2 separate regions of the Danio rerio genome follow, and region 2 is linked to region 1. Evidence: chromatin contacts called from public Micro-C data. All regions are on one chromosome and are shown on one strand. The core of a region is the stretch at or near the end of the contact, and the rest is flanking DNA. Distances in the headings are between cores, read along the strand shown.

Region 1 (4,784 bases), core at 942-3,441:
TAATAAAAACAGCAGGTACTTTTTTTGTTATTCTTTTGCTAAAAGGGTCTTCATTCTGTTCTTGTGTTATGGAGGCAATAATGAGCATATTCCGGCATAAGATCAGTGCAAATGTACCTGCTTTTGTATTTGCACATAAAGCTGCATTAAACAGGCCAAAGAGCCCATTGAAAGCCGAGAGCCGATGCCAACTGAATTCCCCATTTAGTTCACTGCTATCTATTCAGAGAAGAGCGTAAGTTTATAGCTCTGCGCAACAGCTGGTCTGCAGGCCGACTGATGAACCCTAACTCCAGCAAGTCATTTCAGCTGTAAATTATTCAAACTATAAGCTGCACATTTGATGAGGCATTACTCAAATGCAGAAGTATGAGAGCTGAGATCGGACGTGTTGATTTAGATTATATACACTGAAACTTTATGTTTGGTGTGTTGAGGCCAGATGAGAGTAAAGGCAGAGGGTTTCTCAGATTACAGCAGATCAATATGCAGAGCTCCAGTGTAAGCGGACACCACTAGATTGTGTGTTTTTAGCTTTAGAGAGTTAAATGCTTATTCAGCGGGGTGTCGTATAATGCTTCAGCTCCTCACAGCTATAAACACCATAACAATATCTGGAGATTAGCGGTTTTCTGTATTTTGTGCTTCATGTTTTTATATTTCCCCATATATTATTTCTGCTTCCGAGTTGCATTATGGGATCTTGATCTTTTCTCCAACAACTTTTAACCTATAAAAGTGTGTGTTCTGCACATTAGTGTGCAGTGCTATTGTGTGTGTTGGTGTTGTATATTACGCTACAGAAACCTTGTAATAAACTGCAGCACGTTTACTGCTATTTTACATACTTATTTCTCTACATATTATTAATTCTTATATTATTTTAAACTACTAAAATGTCAATAAAAGTCACTTTGTTAAATTGTAGAGTTGAATTTTCTACATCCCATAATGCAATTCAATAATAAAAGGGAATTAAAACCTTATTTTGGTCAAAAGTCAGAATTAATCGCCCCTTTAAATTTTTGTTGATTTAAATATTTCCCAAATGATGTTGAGCAGATTCAGGAAATGTTCACAGTGTGTCTGATAATGTTTGTTCTTCTGGAGAAAGTCTTTTTTGTTTTATTTTGGCTAGAATAAAAGCAGTTCTTAATTTTTTAAACACCATTTTAAGGTCAATATTATTAGCCCCTTTAAGCTGTATTTTATCCTGACAAAAGTTTGCAGAAAGAGCAAAATATGTGCAGATCATCTGTTAGAAATCTGAGAAATCTTTAAAAATATGTGAAAATGCATATTAGTTATCAAACAACACCGCTAATCCAAAACCAACAACTTACCCTATATTTTCCAAGCTTGTCGGAAATATTTTGTTCTTAAAAGGCTACAAAACTCACACCACACTTTCACACCATCGCCTTTAGTTAAAAGAAAGAAAGAAATAAGACATTCATTTTTACTGTTCAGAATGATTTAATGAGCTTAAATGATAATTAGGATTATTGTAATATATATTTTTACTCCTGTTCTTAAAAGAAATCTGACAAAATATTCTAAATGCTTTTTTTACAAAAATATATTTTGTGTTCAAAGGGGGAAAAGTAGCTGTTTTCTACCCAGATATTAAAAAAGAGCATAATTTAGAGCAGTAATCACAATACTGTGATATATTTATCCAAGATTATCATACAGTCAGAATCTTATACCGGTCCATGCCTAGTTTAGTTAAATGAACACATTAGCTATAGTAGTGTTAATATACCATAGTCCTATAAATGCTCGGAAGTTTTCATTTACTTGAAACTGTTTGAACTATATTAAGGTAATTAATTAGGTCTTCAATCATTTGTGCTGTTGTGTGAACACTGCAAAAATAATCTGAATATTTTTAAAGCAGTCTGAAGGTTTAGATTATAAACTGAGCTCATGATGTCAATATTGTGCTTGTTTATGGTCATGATATACTTAATTATTGAATATTGATAGTGATTTAATGAGTTTAAATGATAATTAGAATTATTGTAATATATTTTTATAAGTATAAAATTAAAAAGATCAGACACAGATAAAATAACTCATCTTGTATAAGAATTGATGACATTAACGATCATTAGTGATTGACGGCTGAATGTGGAGGTGCAGTTGCGTCTCTCTCCGCTAGACGGTACATTTCACCTCGTGAAAAGCACTTTTACCGTCAGTTATGATCTCGCGGTCATGCCAGCATGTCTTTCAAAGCAGTGCTGTTTACATGTTATGAGTCTAATCAAAAAACCGACCTACCTGCGGTATATTCCTCAAATCCTCGATAGTTGTTTATTTCTGTCACGACTTGCCGCGCCGGAAGTTGTACAACGGATCACTGCGTCATACTCGTGCGTCGTGCGCGCTCAGCGTTGAGTTCACGCAGGATTGAAGATCTGAACTTCAAACATGGTAAAGAAACATTTTCCTGGCTTATTATTAATTTAATATCATACTAGATTATAGATAAAGCCAAACACGAATGTATCTGCTATAATGAGAGGCACAGCTTGAGAGAACAGTAACGCTAACGTCCAACGCTTACACAGAACTTGGTCAAACAACCAGATTGAGCCCTCATGATGTGTACAGATCCATTTATTATGTTAGGATTACAGGTTTATTTGCAGCTGAAGCGTTATTCTTGTGTAAAACAGTCATTAAACTTTTATTTTGTTGAATGTTGTGTTTGATCATGATCGAGTGAATATGGAAATTGTACACCAGACGTTAAAAACGTGTTTAACATGTTATTACTGCATTTATAACGCCTTAAATCACGTTTATAAAGTTAAGAATGACTTTAAAATGTGAAATTAGGCTTGAAACACAACAAAAGCAAAACAATAATGACAGAAAAGTCGTATTATATTATAGAATTTTAGAAAGTCGTATATAATATACACGCATAACCTGAGAATGACCTGTATTAAAGAAATTAATAAAATTTAAACTAAATTATTTAGATTTTTAAATTTAGTAATTGCATATTTATTAACATAATTCAATCCCAAATGTGTTTGAGATGTTCGGAGATGGACTGATACACAATACAAATGTGTTAAAAACAACAACACACACTTGGTGTATTGCTTTGCTGTATATCCATGTTCAGTCCAGAGCGTATGTCTCAAACTGGATTCCTGGAGGGCCGCAGCTCTGCACAGTTTTGCTCCAACCCTAATCAAACACAGCTGATCAACTAGTCAAGACTGCTAGAGACTAGTAAACAGCTGTGAGCTGGAGTTAACCTATGCAGAGCTGCGGCCCTCCTGGAATTAAGTTTGACACCACTGGTCTAAAGAAACGATTTATAGAAATTATATTGCAAAAGAATTATAAAGTACAATTGACAACACCGTCAGCTACAATACAATCACATGAGTAAATGTTAATAAATTTAATGAATGTGAGTGTTATTATTAGTTTAAAAAAACACACTTAATGAAATAATTATCATTTTTTAATTTTATTTAAACATGTCATTAGGCATTAATTAAGAAACTTTCAGCTAAGGTTAATCAACGCTTTTGTAGTTTTCATGGTGTTTAATTAAATTAACACGTTATCTATTGGAGTGGTAATGGATAATAGTCCTAAAATATCTATACGTTTTTCATTACGTGTAAATGTTTGAACTATATTAAGTTCATTAATTGGGTTCATTAATTGTGTGAACACTGCAAATAAAATCTGAATGGTTTTAAAAAGCAGTCTGAAGGTTTAGATTATAAACAGAGCTCATGATGTCAATGTTGTGCTAGTTTATCATCCTGATATATTGAATTATTGAATATCAGCATGCGTCTAGTCATACTGAACACACTCTTGTTTTATTTTCAGGCTCGAAATGCAGAAAAGGCCATGTAAGTGTCTTTAATCCTATTTCTGTCATATTCAGGCTGTGTGATCTGTAAAATCTTTCATTAACGCTCTTCTCTTCGTACTGCAGGACGGCCTTGGCCAGGTTTCGTCAAGCTCAGCTGGAGGAGGGAAAAGTGAAGGTTAGTCTGGACAGTGAACTGCAGTAACACGGATGTGATGAAATATAGCTCGAGTATATTTATATCTTATATACAGTTGAAGTCAAAATTATTCGCCCTCCTGTGAATTTTATTTATTTATTTTTAAATATTGATGATGTTGAACAGAATCAGGAGTATTTCCTTTAATATTTGTTCTTCTGGAGAAAGTCTTATTTGTTTTATTTCAGCTAGAATAAAGGCAGTTTTTAATAATTTTAAACCCATGTTAAGGTCAATATTATTCACCCCTTCAGCAATATTAGTGTTGGATTGTCTCCAGAACAAACCACTGTTATACAATGACTTGCCTAATTACCCTAACTTTACCGTAATTACCCTAGTGAAGCCTTTCACTTCAAGTGTCTTGAAGAATATCTAGTCTAATATTATGTGCTGTCATCCTGGCAAAGAGAAAATAAATCAACTATTAGAGATGAGTTATTAACACTATTATGTGCAGAAATGTGCTGAAGAAATCTGCTCTCCATTAAACAGAAATTGGGAAAAAATATTGATGTGGCTATTAATTCACACTTCAGCTGTATATTAATATTTTTAAATTTATATTATGATTATATCAATATAATCCTGACTCGACATTGCAGATGCTGTGATGTCAGTATTGCGGGTGCACACATTGCGATATCCATGCTGATATCATGCATTTACCTGATCTAATGTCGTACATCCACAGGAGAGACGACCTTACCTTGCCTCAGAGTGTAATGAGCT
Region 2 (4,796 bases), core at 882-3,381, 66 kb before region 1:
AGTTGATAGTTTCTAAAATGATTTACCATGTTGTTAACATGATTCTAGTATGAATTAGCATGTTGCTAGCATGTTTATAGTATAAATGTGCATGATTTGGCCAGTTGCTAGCATGTTTCTAGCATGAATGAACAATTAAACAGTTGTCTATAATATACTATAGAGTAAAGCTGCACTTTATTTCTGTGGCTGAAGACGGAATGATCTGCCTCATTTCTCCAGTCTTCAGTGTCAGGTCATATTTCATAAGTCATTATAATATGATCAATATACAGGTCTGAATATCATTAATGCTGAAATTACTGCTGTAAAATAAACTTCCACATTATAAAGACATTATGTGGAACACTGTAATTTAATTTAGTTCTTCTTGTACATTCTGAGACCCACTATAAATCCTAAATCACTCAGGCACTGAAGATCATAAATAAAGAAATCAGAGATCTTAAATGCAGTGAATTTTGTATGGGAGTGGCAGTTCGCCGGAAGCGCTTTGGCTGGCTGATTGACAATTAAAAGTCCGTGTGCATAAACAACACAGAATGTTCAAAAGAACAGCATTTACTTGAAAAACAAATCAGGAAAAAATAATCCTAAAAAATATTTGACAATGAAACTAAAGAGCTCACCCCAGATGTGAGGGCCCGTGCGCAGATCCTATCAGAAACGCGCAGGAGACTTGGTGTCCATTCCTAAGCGGACAGGGAACACACACCGGGGCGTCTAAAAGCCCGAAAGTGAGAATCTGAAGACAAATCGGACACTGACGAGCGGCTCCTTCAGGTCTCTCAGAATATCCGCCGTCCGGACACGAGAAACTGTAAATGCTTCTTCCACAATGTATGTACTTGATGACGGTTTCCTCCATTTGCGTTCACCTGTGGAGCTCGATTGCTGTTAGAAGAGATACAGCCGCGGCCGGAAGTTGCCGATAAATATTTAGACTATTATTTAATTACCCATTAGATGTATTTTATTAACGTCTGGGGTAACCCAACCCTCACAGTAATGTAAAAGCAGTAGTTATAACGATAATTATTTATAATATTGATTAAATTACCCATTAAATTGTATTTTATTAATAATTAACTCTACCCTAACCCTCACAGTAATGTAATAATACTAGTTAGTGTTGTAGACTGTCACAAAAAGTGCTATTGTGATGCGAGTATCTGCAGCTGTATCTCTTCTAGACTCCGATGAAGCTGATCTCAGACCATAGACTGTAAATATCTGGTCTCAGACCAGTTTCGTTTTCTCATTCTTCAGATGACGTCATTGTATTCAACACTGGGCCACCAGAGGGCGTAACAGCCCTGATCCTACAGTAATACGGTCTATGAGCCATAAATATAAAACCTGTAACAATGAAATAAAGAAATAGATTAGTAAAATGGCGATCACTAAACTCCAGGCACTTAATTGCACGCTATAATGTATTCAGTGCTCGTTGTCTAGTTCTCTGGATTACAGTTTTTCTAGTTATGTGAAATGTACTTGGAGTATATACCTTTAGAATGGTAAAAATACCTTGAGTATTTATTTTAAATGCCTGTAATGAAAGCTGCTCATCCAAACTGTTCTTCATGGACACGAAACAGACGATTTGTGATTCGCGAATTGTTCTTTCGAGTCGGATCTTTAAAGCGAATCAGTTAAAACATTTCCTGGGAATTATTTTCAGAACATCTTTATTTGGTTTCCAAAATAAAAAAAATAAACTTCATGAACAGTCATTTAAGAGTTTTGCCAAGGAGCTAGTTTTACATTTGCAAATAAATACCTTTTAAAAATATCGCAAATATAAGAAATGGCTGGGTGTTGTTATACATGTGTAGTCTTCTTTCATATTTACATATATATTACGCTGGATATTAATTCCAATATTAATTCCTTTAATATTAATTCAATATTAATAAAATAATTTGTAATATTTATTACTATTTACATCAGTTTAATGTTCAGATATTTTTTCTTTCACATAATAAACATTTCACTTGTATTCCTGTGTTTTCTGTATGTATAAAAAAAAACATTGGTCAGTTTTGGAGAATTAACTGGAGATCTGTTCGAAAGAACCGACTTGAGGAAGCGAGTCGCGCTGATTGGCATAACAGGAAGGCGGAATCAACGACCGGCGGCGGCGTGATGTAGCCGGTAATATTTTCAGGTTGCACAAAACCGTGGAGACAGAAGCGTTTGAGAGTAAAAAAAATCTTCCATTCGTGACCAGGATAAAACATGTCAACGAAACAAGTGACGTGCAGGTAAAGAGAACCACCGACGCGTCTGTATACCCGCATTACAGCATCGCTGTGTTCAACGCGGCCGTTGATGTTTAACGCTGACTTTGACATGAGAGAAAATGGTGCATCTGCACTGACGCATGTGCGAGCGCAGATCATCAGCAACCTCGCTCATTATTCACCTGCATTCTGCTTCATTTCCCGTCATTCAGCAGGAGAAACAGTGTTTCAGAAAGAAAGGAGTGTTTTCATTCACTCGTCATGTGTCTGTCAGATCATCTGTCACGACGATGATGATGATGATGATGAAGGACACCGTGTTGTTTTGTGTGTGTTTGCAGGTATTTCCTCCACGGTGTGTGTCGGGAGGGCAGCAGGTGTCTGTTTTCTCATGATTTAACCACAAGTAAACCTTCCACCATCTGCAAATACTACCAGAGAGGAGCGTGTGCTTATGGAGACAGATGCAGGTCAGTCAAACTGCGAACATATAGCTCCAATAATCAGCTAGATCTGCCTTCTGGAGCTCCTGATGGATCTTAAGAAACGAAAACATCCTCCAGTTATGTGAACATATGCGTGTGGTTATTAATACTGGATGAACTTACAGGGCTAGTTCACACTAAACTGAAAACTCAGTCATCATTTACTCGCTTGTGCTTGTTTGAACCTGTATATGTATCTTTCTTCTCTTAAATAACAAATATATATATATATCATTCATTCATTCATTTTCTTGTCGGCTTAGTCCCTTTATTAATCCCGGGTTGCCACAGCAGAATGAACCGCCAACTTATCCAGCAAGCCAACAACCCAAAATAAATAATGCTAATCAAAAGGATTAGAGTCGGCTTTCTATAAAACAAAATTGCTTGGTTTTATTTTATTTAATATTTTCACATTTCTGAGGAAAAAGTGTGGTTATGGATGTGAAATCTCTCTGTTATGGATGTGACGCATGTGAAATTACCATTTGTGTGACTTTGGTAAATCAAATAGAATAGTTTGAAAACATTGACAGATGCATTTTTGAGTATTTTTAAAGTACTGTAAAATACTTCCTTACACAAAAAACCCAGAAATGGTTTCCGTATTTTGGTAAAAACGAAAAAAATTTTCATGGCAAGGTTGACATTTGCACGGAATTGCTCATATATATATATATATATATATATATATATATATATATATATATATATATATATATATATATATATATATATATTTATATATATTGGTGATACGCTGGAAACCAGTAACCATTGACTTCCATAGTATTCATTTTCTCCTACTGTGGAGGTCAGTGGTTTTCAGCTTTCTTCAAAATATCTTCTTTTGTGTTCAGGGTACTTTGGTTATGAGGGCAAATTAATTTAAGCAAAACAATGATGTGCTCAGCTAAATCACTTGTATAGTAAACTCATGACATTAAAAAGAAAGAATGGGGTACATCCAGGGGGGCTTTTAATTTTGCATAAGCCAGCTCAGGCGCTTCCTGTGAACTGTCCTGCCTTTATAAACTCACCACATTTAAGGTCTGATTTCTTTAAAAATCACTGATCTTCACTGCTTTATTGATAAATGATATGAAGTGAGTCTCAGAATGTGCAAGATGCACTGGATTAATTTGCATTGTTCCGCTCTTTAAAATATGAACATTTATTCAGGGTCTTAAAATATCATCTCAAAAGATACAACTCAGGCCTTAAAAAGTCTTAAATCTACTGAAGTGTTGTGTTGTAGGTCTTAAATATTTTTAGAACGGGTCTCTTTTTTCCTTTGTTCATGTATAGCTCCCCAATATGGCCATTGACGCCTATACAATCACCGACAATCTATCTCAGTAAAGCTTTTCACTTTTTATTTAAAAATAGCATCTAATTAGTTACTTTCCATAGGGACTAAGCTAAAAAGAAAACAAATGAATGAATAATTGCTTACTGTAACATTTGCTTAAATTCTCAATTAATTCACTGCTGAGGATTCCAACCTGACCTGTATTTTTTATTATTAAATATTATTATGTAGACTGAAGTAATTGACAGCTATGTTTTGTTTTCTTCTTGGTAAGGGTTATAGGTTTGTGAATGGATATATTTGAAAATTAATTTTAAAAATTCAAACAAAATTACTATTATTATTATTATTAGTGTGTTCTTAAATGTTTCAAATTTTAATAGTTTTTTTTTTGATAGTGCAGGTGAAAATCTTTTTGAACTGGGATATTCAGAAAAAAACTCAGCATTTAGCCCTGTATAAGTCTAAAAGTTTGATCATAATAGTCTTAAAAATGTCTTAAATTATTTTATTAAATTATTAGCCTGTTATTTTACTCCAGTATTTTCAGTGGAGTTTCTGCGCTCGCCTGCTGATCCTGATGGCACTTGTGTGTAAACAGTTTTTCATCTTGTTTTACACTTGAAAATATTAAATATTACTTTCTAAATACTAAATATTGCTGAAGTCTATTCAACTGATTATATTTTGATTACATTACAGCATCCATGCTGTAAAAGGAGCCGTATTAAAATTGGCAATATTCACATTAAT

What was found. Hi-C and Micro-C count contacts between places; a contact is called where the count stands out from the background.
Region 2: a Micro-C map of caudal fin shows a contact between it and region 1, with 4 times the contacts expected there. The contact joins the promoter of mkrn2 here to the promoter of isy1 in region 1. A contact is called at or near these places in 3 of 18 Hi-C or Micro-C datasets (caudal fin, hematopoietic stem cells and an unstated tissue) and 1 of 4 datasets of contacts at active chromatin or transcription factors (embryo).

What each region holds. Positions count from the first base shown.
Region 1 is chr11:522,564-527,347 of GRCz12tu, reverse strand. isy1 (ISY1 splicing factor homolog) reads left to right here and starts at 2,191. Exons shown (of 11, transcript NM_001083563.2): 1 at 2,191-2,439; 2 at 3,871-3,893; 3 at 3,980-4,031; 4 at 4,747-4,784. The coding sequence starts at 2,437. It also overlaps a transcript of raf1b not described here.
Region 2 is chr11:588,006-592,801 of GRCz12tu, reverse strand. It overlaps mkrn2 (makorin, ring finger protein, 2), which reads left to right and starts at 2,131. Exons shown (of 8, transcript NM_152979.2): 1 at 2,131-2,267; 2 at 2,588-2,716. The coding sequence starts at 2,242. It overlaps mkrn2os.1 (MKRN2 opposite strand, tandem duplicate 1), which reads right to left and starts at 921. Exons shown (of 4, transcript NM_001386664.1): 1 at 630-921. The coding sequence starts at 868.